2 separate regions of the Zea mays genome follow, and region 1 is linked to region 2. A link is a contact called in public Hi-C data. All regions are on one chromosome and are shown on one strand. Each heading gives the region's core, a stretch centred on a gene start, on an enhancer-like site or on the middle of the called end of the contact. The rest is flanking DNA. Distances are from core to core; before and after follow the strand shown.

Evidence for each region. Hi-C and Micro-C count contacts between places; a contact is called where the count stands out from the background.
Region 1: a contact with region 2 is called in a Hi-C map of endosperm, with 5 times the contacts expected there. The contact joins the promoter of LOC100281700 here to the enhancer-like site in region 2. A contact is called at or near these places in 2 of 25 Hi-C or Micro-C datasets (bundle sheath and endosperm).

The regions. Positions count from the first base shown.
Region 1 is chr4:214,600,645-214,607,101 of Zm-B73-REFERENCE-NAM-5.0, reverse strand. It overlaps LOC100281700 (aldehyde dehydrogenase, dimeric NADP-preferring), which reads right to left and starts at 2,478. Exons shown (of 10, transcript NM_001368082.1): 1 at 1,783-2,478; 2 at 1,120-1,188; 3 at 906-1,002; 4 at 207-413. The coding sequence starts at 1,965.
Region 2 is chr4:214,438,702-214,445,705 of Zm-B73-REFERENCE-NAM-5.0, reverse strand. No RefSeq gene overlaps it. Among protein-coding and RNA genes, the nearest start is that of LOC103654578, 11 kb to the right of the region's middle. Within about 2 kb of position 2,790, at least 20 of the 20 cell types and tissues checked have an H3K27ac peak or open chromatin away from gene starts, as enhancers often do. A contact at or near this core is called in bundle sheath and endosperm, where this site is marked.

The sequences.
Region 1 (6,457 bases), core at 1,229-3,728, 160 kb before region 2:
TATCAAGGACTTATGGATTATATTAGAAGAATTTCTGTTTTCGTAACTGTGTGATGGCTAATGCCTTATGCCTGTACTGCTGTACAAATGAGAAGTGCATGTGCCGTAGCATGCTGAGTCTGCGACGATCTTTACTCAATCAAGTATCTAAGAAACTAAAAGAATCACTGAGCCATGAAAAAAACCATAGGTTTCAAGAACTTGACCTGTGTAGAAGATCTTATCCCATCTCTGTTCCAAGAGTGCGGTTGTTTCTGGAACGCTTCCCTCCACAACTTTAATACAGGAGTTGTCAACATACTCGGGTAGCAGCTTTGCTAACAGTGACGAGGTAGCTGGCGCTATTTCTGATGGCTTCAGAACAACAGCATTTCCAGCAGCGATTGCTCCAATGACTGGGTCGATAGAGAGTACTACAGTGGACAAGTACAGGTAATTAGTACCCTCTCTTTTTTCTTCTTCTTTTGACTCGTCGAGGAAAAGTCTATCAGGCCAAAGCATCGATTGTTCTTTTGAACACGAGCTATGAATGAATGTTCAGATGTTGACTTGAAGCCAATTATGACTTGTGACGTGCCTGAAAAAGACTGGTGCATCGCGTACAGCTTGCTTTGTGGAGAAGTAAAGATAGTGAGATATGACAACAATATAGCACACCCTCAACCTCAAGCATGGGGCACGAAAGCATACGAAATTAATGGCAGGATCTTCTAGGCTCCAACTCCATCACGCAACAACAAACTGTTTAACAACTACCTTACTCAACAGATTTTGCAAGTGTTTTTAGGAGAGCCATCTGTTGAACAGATTCTGTTCCTATTTTTCGAATTAAAAACCAGAGATAGTCCAGCCTAGCAAGCTAGAAGAAGAAGAAAAAAAAATTGTACAGTTTAGAATGAACTTACTGAAAGGGTAGTTCCAGGCTGAGATGATGAGCACGACGCCGAGGGGCTCCGGCACGATTTGGGCGGAGGACGGGAATGTAGTTATGGCCGCAGGTACCTGAGCACGAATCCCAAAAGGTTAGCACCGGGCCAGATAAACAGTGGCAGCAGGAGGAGAAACAAATTTATCTCTCCTGGAAGCTCCAGTTGCAGAGGTGGATAATAAATAAAATACCTTCTCGGGCTTCATCCAGTTCTTGAGCCCCTTGAGCGCAAACTTGCACGACGACTTTGTAAGTGATATCTGAGGCACCAACACAACACAGGAGAAGCAGCACGCGGTCCTCAGTTGCTCGTACCAGACAAGGATGAAATTAATCTTGATGTGACTACTGAGAACTAAACAATCTTGCCACTGCATGGTACAAGATTTGACAAATGCTGCTAGCAAGTAAACATGTGTGTTTTGTACTAGTGCTAGCTGAATTGAAGTACGTATATAGCGAGCAAAGTGTGGTAAATTTTGCGGAAGCGGAAGACCGGGGAGACCGTGGAAGCAAACACCACCAAGAAACCAATTTACACGCAACGCTACCCTTTGCAGAGTCCCCACAGCAGCTGGCCAGTTGAGTTGAGGGCGTGTTCATAAGAAACTGACTACCCAGCTTTTCCCAATTCACAACAGCAGCCCTGCCCCCTTGTCAGAAGAACAGGGCCAGGGCACGTTGGCTCCTTGCCCATGGACGAGGGGAAGGAATCACGTCGGAATTCCCCCCCATGGAACTCGTCACAGGAACATGGGCATCAGCGGTTCCGCGAGAGCGCGTGCGAGTCCAACAAACATTAAAACCCGAGGAATCGGAAAGTACAACTAGCAAGTAGTACAGTAATAACTCACCTCGTGGAGGAAGGACTCCATATGCGGCTTGGCGAGGTCCTCGTGGAGCGCGGCGCTGATCTCGGCTTCCTTCTCGTCGATCATCCGGATGAGCCCCTTGAGCTGCGCCGCCCGCCACTCGGCCGGGCGCGTCTGCCCCGCCGCGAAGCTCGCGCGCAGCTCCCGCACCGTCTCCTCCGCCATCCCCGCCTTCCTTCCTTCCTTCCTTCCTGCCTTCCTCCGGGTCCCGGTAACAGGAGAGCACAGCAACAACAAGAGAAGCGGACGCGAAAGGGGAGTCCGGTGGCGGTAGGAGCGAGGCCTGCGGCGGCGGCGGCCGTGTGTATGTATATACACACGCACACGTTCACCGGATTGCCCTAGGAATTGGATTGGACTGTTTGTTTGGGTTGAAAAGTTCTCTCTCGCTTGCGGGGCCGCGAGCAATCACTTGTTGATGTCGGACCTTGTTGGAGAAGATAAATTGCCAGGAAGTAGTACTCAAGGAGGGAGAAGAACCGGCAGAAGAGGTTCAATTATTAAAAATAGAAATGAAAAACTAATAATCTTTTTCAGCGGGAGCGGTGGCAGCACTAGCAGGGAGAAGGGCATGTCGTGACGTGCGGCGGGCGATGGGGTCTGTTTGGACTTGGGAGATTCCTTTTGATATTTTCCTTCCCCCTTCCTCGCCATCGCCCATCGGTCTGAGTGGACTGCTAGTACAATTCTAGAATGGCGAAGGCGACGGACGCCTTTCGTCGGAAGGGAAACGAAGGACGCAGGGGATGACGTGGGTTTCCTCACCGCCTGTGAAAACATCGTCACCTTTCACTGTCACCTCTCTCTCGGTTTCGATGGCGTTTCAGATTTATCTTGTCCGTAACAGCAATACACAAGGTACTCACTCATTCTAGAATAAGTATATGATTATTACAGGATGCGTGCTGTTTAATTTTTTAACTTTGACTAATTTTTTAAATAATACATTTATACCTCTAAATAAATTTATTATAGAAAATAATGGTTGATCTAATAATATATTAGTTATATACTATAAATAAATAAAACTTAATAATATTTGCCTAGAATGACTTTTTTTATATAGAGGGAGTAGGATAAAACATGGTTGAATAGCGAGTGTGTGGATGTGGATTAAACAAGTCGGTTGTGGGGCCTGCCGCCTACGTAATGGTGACAGTAGCGTTCATGTTATGGCCCTGTTTGGCACAGTTTATTTTCAGCTTCTTCACAAATTTAAGCAGAACTTCTCTCAAACAGCTAGCTTCTGCAGCAGCTTATGTTGTCATACGTGTGGCTTATGTGCAGCATGTGACCCGGTAAAACGACACACGCGAAACAAGATATCAGATATGTACTCCTGTTAGCCTAAATTATACTCAATGCAATCTTTTTTATTTATCCTGGTTTAGTTCAAAACTGAACTAGCGGATGATAAATATTCGAAAATAGAAATAAACTAGCTTATTGAAGCTTTGATTAACGGCTCTAGAACCGCTAAACCTACATTACACGCAATAGTACCCAGAATTACTACCAGAAAAATATATAAAAGATCGTTGGGCCACACGGGTTCCCCATAATAATTATGTCCCATCCCTTTAGCTAATTTTGCTCTTAATACAGGATCATTTAAGTCAGGTTTCTTTGTTATTGGGATAGGTGAATTATTTAGGATCCATCCCCCAAAGGAACCGGACATGAGAATTTTTCATCATCCGGCTCGAGCAAGAACGAAAGAAATAAGACCGTGGAGGATCCATAATAGAATAGGGGTATATAATGACTCAATGACTCAAGGTAAGAAAAACTTTATCAAATTATCTTTTCCGAAGTTGCGCCTATAACTACTCATTGAAAAGAATCCTATTCTTATCCTTAAATGCTCAATATCCAAGTGGGCTTACAAATTTGATCATGATCAATTGCTTTGTGGATTGTCTCTTGATTAGTTGTTGTTTATCCCCTTGATATCGCAAGTTTCTTATGTCCAAACAAAGTATTTACTTGTTACTAATAAAAAATCAAAAAGTTTAGCCTGTGTTCTTCCTTAGGTCCCTTCTTTTACTCCGATAGTATTGCGGATCAAAATCGATGCAAAGAAAATGAATGCATTTCCATACTATAATAAAAAGTAAGTGTAATAAAAATTGAATTGGATCATATCACATGACTTATTCCATTTATACTCTATAGGATCTTACGGAGCCTGTTCATGGATTACATGGTTGGTGGGGTATGATCATAGAAAATATTCTCCTCGAGTGAACCAGTCTATCCTTCCTAGATAGGGGACTTACGTGTTGATTGGATGCGGAAACACCTTTGGTCGTGAATTCTAATGTGGCAGATCCAATTCTCTATCTGCATGGCCAAATTAATAATTCAAGTCACACACTCCCATAATCCGCCTTATTTTCTTTCGTAAAATTCATTTCAACTATTTGTATAAAAATACTTCGAAGTTGAAGAGAAGTATCCAAATGACATGTCTTATTTTACAATAACCCATGTTTGTAGCAATGAAATACCACAACCTACCCGATATGATATATGAGAATTAGAATTCTCTATGCTATGCCTTCCCTATAACGGACCCGAAATACCTTGCTTACGTATCATTGGAAAGTGCATTAACATAAATATGGCAGTAAGCAGAGGTAGTACAAAGGTATGTAAACTATAAAAACGAGTCAAAGTGGATTGGCCCACACTAGCACTTCCACGTAATAATTCCACTAAAGGGGACCTTATTACCGGAATAGCTTCGGGTACACATGTAACAATTTTGACTGCCCAATAACCAATTTGATCCCAAGGCAAAGAATAACCAGTTACACCAAATGATGCAGTCAATACAGCCAAAACCACACCTGTGACCCAAGTTAATTCACGGGGTTTTTTAAATCCACCTGTGAGATACACACGAAATACGTGCAGGATCATCATTAGAACCATCATACTTGCTGACCATCGATGAACCGATCGGATTAACCAACCAAATTTGGCCTCCGTCATTATATATTGAATGGAGGAAAAAGCCTCTGTAACGGTCGGTCGGTAGTAAAAAGTCATAGCAAAACCGGTAGCGACTTGTACTAGAAAACAAGTAAGTGTAATTCCCCCTAAACAATAAAATATGTTGACATGAGGAGGAACATATTTACTAGTTATATCATCCGCAATTGCCTGAATCTCAAGACGTTCTTCAAACCAATCATATACTTTATTGAGATAGGTAACTAGCCCGACTCCCCCTTCGAGAACCGTATATGAAAATTTCATCTTGTACGGCTCAAGCAGAAATACACAAATGTTTCTACGGATATTAGAAAAAAGGTTCAAAACTCCATCAGCCACGGTATTGGATCGATTTGCCTTGAAGATATGAAATAAGAAAAATCCACAATTTCTTCTTTGTGATAATAATGCCAAAAAATCTCAAGTTGGCTCATCTGTCTTTCTTTCCCTTATGTTGATCATTAGAGGCCTCTTGACTTTCATGTTCCCTATTTTTTATTGATTTTATTTTTTGACTAGTCAAAAAATAAAATCAAAATTTCTAGTGGTTTTCTGATAGAAATTATCTTGTTGCGATCCTATGAATCAGTTCAATTAAAACCTTACATTCATACTAGAGCCACGATGATTGAGTCTCAAGATAAACAAAAGGCAAGGGTTCTTCGAATAAGAACTGCTTGATGATCATTTATTGAAAGAGAAAAGAGTTCTCTTTTGGGCAAACAAAATTGGAAGGAAGAAAATTTATTTTTTTATTAAGAACTACTTCATTTTTTTAAGTCTGGTTGCGAGGTATAAATAGTGAGTATGAATCATAGTTCCTTTTTTATCCACTCTATGTATTTCGTGTTCCAGATACTAGAATAAATAATATCTGATGAATTAGAATCATCTTGATAAAGATAACATGCCCCTTCTATGTATTATCAATAGGATCAATTCTAACAAGTCACACACTCATATTCCAGAGATACCAAAACAAAAAAATCCACGGTCGAACTACCAAAATGTCTAGAAATGTGGAGCTTAAAGTAGAAAGGCTTTTTTTGGATGGAAAAACTATGAAGTCATAGTTTTAGTTAGTAGAAACCTAATTCGTTAAAATTCCGTCCAGTAAAACAGAAGAATTATAAATTTCTAAAACTATAGATAGGAATATCGCGAATAAAGCCATTGCGACCCCCATAAAAGGAGTAGTCCGCCAACCCGGAGCAACTTTCCCATATTCCGAATTCAAGGGTTTCAATAAACTACCTGCGCCAGTCCGTTTTGGCTTAGGTCTAGAACTATCTTCAACGGTTTGTGTAGCCATAAATTCTATTTAATCATTGGTGTTGACTTTGTATACTATTCCGTTGTAGTTGTAAATACACGATCTTTTCATAGATCCATTGTAATCTTGAAATTCTATAAAAATGGAAACATCAACTTTAGTCGCCATCTCCATATTTGGTTTACTTGTAAGCTTTACTAGGTATGCCTTATATACCGCGTTTGGGCAACCCTCTCAACAATTAAGAGATCCATTCGAAGAACATCGGGACTAATTGAAGTAAGAAGTCAAGTAAGAAGTCTCCCCTCCGGGGGACTTCTTACTTCAATTAAATTATTTCATTTCTTAGTCGGAACCTTAGGTGGTTCTCGGAAGAAGATAGCG
Region 2 (7,004 bases), core at 1,541-4,040:
AAAGTTGGTCGGGTGGGTGGTTGGGAAGTTAACGGCGGTGGCTTCGCGCGAGGCGACCGCGGACCCTCCGTCACGCAACAGGATCTCACACGTCACGTAGCGGTGGTGCCCGGCCCAAACATATATGGGTTGATTTGGTAGCCTAATTAGGTTGAAAGGGGGCGGGTTACATCTTGTCACAATTTGTTTCGTTTTCAACATTTGATCACTTTTCGTATTTACTGAAACAAAAAATCTTGAAACAGATGGTTGACGGGTTGGGATCTGACGAAAACAGGAGAGCCTCCAACCCGTCGTATTTTCAAGATCCCGTATTTGGCTATAAGAAAACACCGTATTTCACCCACTTTCAAATAGTCGGAATGAGCCCCAACAACCAATAATGGTGTGGATCCAGCCAAGGTGGCGGTGCGAGTGAGGCACGACAAAGACCATGAGCTTCTAAGTGTCCCACCCGTCGCCGCTATACTTAACCTCCCACCCCTGCTTCCCATGAACCACTATCAATATAGTTGAACTCAATCCGGTCGTAGAGGTCCCTCGTTGTGATATCCATAAGCGGCTCACATCCTATACATGATGATCGCCACGGTCGAGTGTCACACCCGGGTTTTAGGGATCCGGACGTGAACATAATCACTAGGTGTTCTGGGATCAAGTCTCACGCATATGATAAATCATGGTACAGAAACAAATGTTACAACTTTACTATATAATAAGAGTTATGTACAAAATAAATAAATAAATAATTACATCAAAAGGAGATAACGATCTAGCAACCTAAAGTTGACTGGGAGACGACGGCCAAGACCTCTCACGAACACATCGCAGCATCCTCCATGCGCCTCATCCTACGGTACATGTTCTTTACCTATGGGGTGTGAGACAGCAAGGGTGAGCTCACATATGTTCATTGCTCAACAATTTGTGGGGAATAATGTATATGAACTCACCAAAGGTGAGAGTTAATGTGAAGTGTAAGGCTGATCAATAATAGGGGTTAAAGCAGAGCGTTGCTTTTAATAAGTTGGTCAAATTTCATTAGCAGTTACTAAATGGTAAATACCAAACCATAATAATAATAGAACAAAATTAATAGTAAATCACATGCAATGCAAATGACAAATTGAATTTAGTTCCATAATTTAATCATGCGAGAGTCCAGAGCTACTCATGACCGCAAACACGGCTAGTATACCAGTTTTACACTCTGCAGAGGTTGTACCCTGTACCCACAAGTCGTGTATCCCATGTCACCAGGGTTAGCTAGACCCTTAGACACGACCGAGGTGAATGCCTAGGGATCCACTACGAGGCCTTTACAAAGTTCCACTAGATTTAGAAAACCCGCTACTGTTTCTAGGAAGAGCAATGCAGGAATCCCCCGTCTAACCGCCATCGCTACAAAATTAACATGGGAACCTCCCTACACGCCTACTCCCCTACTGCCCTTGCCCCTATTGGGTAAGGTAGTCCTCCACTACCTTTCCTAGTTAGTCAGCCAAGGACGTCTCATTTCACCCTTGTGGTGGCACGTGTTTTTCAAGTTAAGCTTCATGTTCCAATTAAAATAATGATCTTGTCATGAACAATAAATAAAATAACAGTATAATTGGAACTTGAGCATAATGTAATATTAAACCCAAAACCATATAGAGCAATAGCAAAACTACCCAAATAGTTCAGGGGTAAACAAGGTAACAAGATAACCAAACTAGGGTGACCTATTGGGTCCCATCAAAATTAAGCCTATACATGAATAAGTGATAATAAAGAACATTATTGGGTAATAAAAGTGGTCAAAGGCACAACTTGCCTGGGTCTTGAGATTCCAGGTACCAGGATGATCTTCAGATTCTCGTGACCTCACTCTAGTCGTAGCAATACAAACAAACATGGTATAGACAAAATTAACATCACATCAAACATAAGAAAAACTGCATAATAATAATCTACGCGTTGCTACGAGATCGTGGGTTCGCGAAACACTAAAATCAGGTTACGGTTAAAGAATTATGATTTATGGTAGATCTATGTGGTTTAAATATTAAATTATATTATAAATTGGTTAGTGTATATCATATGTGAGACTATTCTATAAATGATTAACTCAACCTTAATCTTAATTATAACTTTACTAGAGATCATATTTTAATCAAATTATAATTATGGAGAGGTTAACTTCGATTAGAGGAGTTAATCTATTAAACATAGGCTAGACAAATTTCTAATAATAAAAGTATGGGGTGTGATAAATGTTAGTGTCATACTGTATAGATAACATTATTATGAATCTAACGCAATTTGAACGGATCAAATCGGAGTTACAATTGTCTAGTTATGAATTTCTGAAGTTATTTAGTACCTAGAATAGAGTAATTCAAGTGAATAATTTTAATTCAAGTTTCATGGGTAAACAAAGGTACTAAGTGATAAACAATATTAAAACAAAATTAATGCTACTGGAATGAATCAATTTGGAGTTAAAATGATCAAGATATGAATTATCTAAGTTTTTATCCATTTTTATATACCTTTTTATGCATAAAATAAACTTCAGGGGTGAGTTTGTAAAGACCAGGGACCTGCTTGTGATCAGTTTTAACAGAAAAGGATAGCGGGCAATAAATCAAATAAACGTAGGGTCTCTTTTGTAAACCAACCACGCCGAAGGGATATCTTTGATTCCCAGCCGTCAGATAAAAAACCGAGGGCCTAGATTTTAACCTAGCTCAATCGAACGGGTATGTATTATGAGCCCCACAATCCCATATCGACGATCGCGATCCAATACCCCAGCCATTAAATCCTATCCGCACCTCGCCCGATCGACGCCCAGATCTGCTCACGCGAAGGGGGTATGCTACTTCTAATCATTTCCCTCCATTTCAGATCCCACGACCAGGACCCCGTCACCACCCATCTGCCTGCCCCAGCGGTGGCGCAATGAGCTCACGGCAGCGTAGCTTGCCGGAGACAGCCGATTAGGCGCCCCGGTGCTCCAAGTAATTCGCTGAAGCACGCATAGTGATGCGGAGATTACAGAGAACATGCGAATGGTTAATTTACTAGCGATCGTGTAGAGGCGGGGATCAATTTTGATGCTTAGCGGCAAAGGGGTAGAATCCCGAGCTCGGCCCGAATTCACCCTCCTCAGGTCACTTTCGCACCCCCAATCCGAACACCACAACCACCCGCGTGATCCGACAAAGCTTCACTGCCAGATCCCCAGGGCTCGACGCCGAGGTACCTCGGTTTCAGACGGCGGCACCCCTTCCTGCTCGCAAGGGACGTTTCGTGTTTTCTTTTCTATTTTCTGATTTTTCTTTCCTATTTCAAATTCAACTCAAACTTCAAGTTCGAATTTCCAAATTTTTAAAACGTGTAGAAAAGTCTAATATGAGATAATCCTCTGTTCTCCCTTTTTTATCATTATTATTATGAGTATTTTCTTTATTATCTTACTTGCAACAAGGTTAGTTCACTTAATCCAAAGTGTCATTTTCCCTATTCAAATTTCTATTTTACTCTCATTCACCTATTTTATAACTAAATTGAAATGTTCACTTCAAAACCTCAACATGATATGCGTATGCATAAAGTAATCTATCTATTTAGTTACTTTATTTTGATTACTATTTATTTCTTTCCTCATTTTCTATTTGATATTTTATTTAAAATTTTGAGATCAAATTATGATACCTTATTCCAATAGGATGTATCACCATAATTGTAACCAAGAAATGCATCTCCTCATTATTTATCTAGTGGCTACTTAACTAAATTAATATTTATTAATTGATTATGAATAGGAAAGGTCCTAGTAATTTTTCCCAAGGCTTTCAAAAGTTTTAGAAATACTATCATAAATATCTACTTCTTTATTTTATTATTTAATGATACATATATATATTTTTCTTTCTGCCAATTTTAGGTCTTACATTGAGTCTCAGAGGAGAAAGGCGGGTTTGTATATGAGGCACATGTGGGTGAAAGGAACATGGAAGCCTAAGAAAAAGACACAATATAAAACTAAAAAAAGTTCGATGGCCAGCTTATGTCCGACGGTCTGTCGTGACAGCCATCGAAGATAAGCTTATTTTTGAGCAGTGACGAGATATCACAGCATGCGGTCGGACATAAGATTATGTTCGACGACTATTAGAGCAGGCCATCAGACATAAGCTTATGTTTAACGGCTGTCGGTCGGAAGTGGCCCACACTGTTCCATTCTCTCTGCTCACTCACGCTCATGCCCCGAGACACATGGATACACTCGCACTCGCTCCGCCGCCACTGACCCTGCCCGCCATCGGTCGTGTTGGTCACTTGTTCTCAAATGCTGTGAATCAAAAACAAGGCAACACAATCATTAAAGATTAAAGACTTTCGTCCTCCGAAGCATTGTTTCCTCTTGGATTCAATGATCATCGGATCAAGGTCTTAAAGTACATGCCTTCATCATGTTATCAATAGATTAAAATACACAAATATCAATATAAAAGATACAAGTTATTAATTCATCGATGATTAAATTCCATAAGGTAAATATGAATATTAATAGAATTCATATTACAATGATACCTTCGGCTTGCTCGAAGGTGAAGACACGAGAGGGCAATTAGAATACATCGTGAACAGTATGGTGCTACTGTTTCTATTTATAGACACGGGACACAGTCTGGGTAAAATTACATTCATGACCCTCAACATCTATTTATTGGCATAACTTAAATTACTAAGGTTTATCTAGTCTTTTCATCCTTTGCTCGATTTAAACCGAAGTTGATGGTAGCTTCGGCACTTGGCATCGTTGCTTATAAGCGAGGTCTTCGTCTTGAGAACCTTCGGCAGAAGGAGAGAAGACTTCAGTATTACTTTGCTGAAGGTGTTTTTGTCTTGAGGGCCTTCGGCGGAGAAGAAGACCCCCAACAGTAGCCCCTTCGTGGTGATATATCGTTTTTTTAATAACGAGCTCGATCCACAAAAAACACGAAGGCTTTGGAATGCTGAATATGGCAGAACCACCCAGATTATTCCAGCTTAAGTGCCCGAGTCACGCCTTGAAGGCGACAATACACTTAAATCAGAATAACCCATCAGTTCTTCGGATCTAGTCCGATAGAGCCACTTACCAAGTATCGAGTACCATTAGCTCACCCGATGGTGAGACTCAGAGAGAATGCAATAAACATGAAACCACAAGTTTAAGTACTTAAGTTATTACATAAAACGGAGTTTGACAAAGATAACAATGTTCTTAACATTGCAGCGGATAATAAATAACGTTGATAACGAGGAATAGGGCAAGGCCTGGCCCACTACTCCTCTTGGTCCTCTCCTACCGGCTAGACTTACCCGGTGTGAGGAGTCTACTCCTCTACCTCTAGACCATAAAGTTGTTTGGCTGAGGGGATTGGTTTGCCAAAAGCACTAGCTGAGTCTAAAACAAATTTTAGCTTTTCAAGTTCTATCATATCCATTTTACACTAGGTTTGCTCCTTTCTAAGCATACATGGTAACAATCATTTAGTGCAATCAACATGTTATCTCCAGAACCTTATTTCGCTTCTTACTCGATGCAGTACAAGGGGTCAAACAGTCTCATTAGCTGCGAGAAGCAGATAATTTGAATCGAGTTTTAACCTTGCAAGGTAAACCTAAACACACGACATGTAGTGGCACTCCGTCCCCACACATATCAGCCGTCCCCATCGATTCCCCGGCAACAGATCAGGGCTCATGGCCTTGGCATACAGTGCTCTATTGACCTCGGTCGCTGCCGTGCAATATCCACATTTGTACCCACCATCGCTAGCATGGGAGACTCTGTCTCAGGTCCAGTGAGGAGGAAAGACTGCGGGCAGGTTCAATCAGGTACTAGGCTTATCGGTTACCATAATCCCGACATGTGTCTAGTACGTTCAAATGCTTGACTCAGGTATGCGCACATGAGTCCTTAATTCCATTCTCGTCTCATAGACAAGGCATCCACCCAGGATCCATGCCCATAGACCATCATAGATCCTGTTACCAAAATGGATACAACCAATTCCTAACCTCGCGCGAGTGCTAGAAAAATCACTCGACTTCTACCGAGATCCCTAATTAGCAAAGCAGCTACTCGACCTAGCATACTAGTATCCATCTCAAAGGAATCCTGAATTCATGCAATTAGGGTTTCAAGTAATTTCTACACTTAAATGCACGATACAAGCCTACAAACATTAAGTGCAGTAAAATAGCATATATAATGGTTATGCATAAACCGGGCTTGCCTTCAAATGCGGGTGCGGCGGGAAGTTCTTCGGCGATGCGGGAGCTGGTTCCCGGGCTTCTTTCTGCTATGTCTCTTGCTCCTGGATCAAGACGTACTCTCTGTCCGTGAGATTGCAATGTAATGAATGCAAGTGCATGAGCATGAATGCAACATATATATATATATATATATATATATATATATCCCTGGTGCATACTATAATTCAAAGAATTCTCTCATCTTTTATTTTTAAGGCCTTTTATGGGGTAGGTTGAACTGCGCTTCTATTCTAGAAATTCCTAAAACTCCTATAAAAATTACAGTGGCCTATTATTGACATACTTAAGCTCCTCTAAAAATTTGGGGTCTAAAGTGTAAGCGGTTAACCCTGTAAAAAAATGACAAGGTCTTGGGCAGAGAGGGCACTTTGAACTACAACCCTTGTGTAGAAGTGGCTTCTGCCCTATAGCTTATTTTTGCTGATGTTTATGGGTAATATCATGCTTCTGCGCCAAATTGTGAACAAGGAAACCTAATGGTTATTTAATGGCAATTTTCTAAAGTTTGGGAGCTTAGCGGGTGCTTTCTACTAACACTCCTTTTGAAAAATGTCAAACAACAGATTTCCTAATTTGTCTAGTTTCTTCTTTGCGCAAGAGTAATCATTCCCAAAGTTGGTCATTTTTTACTCATAGGGGATGGGTTGTATGATTTCCTAAATTTTTCTAACTTTCTCATGGGACAA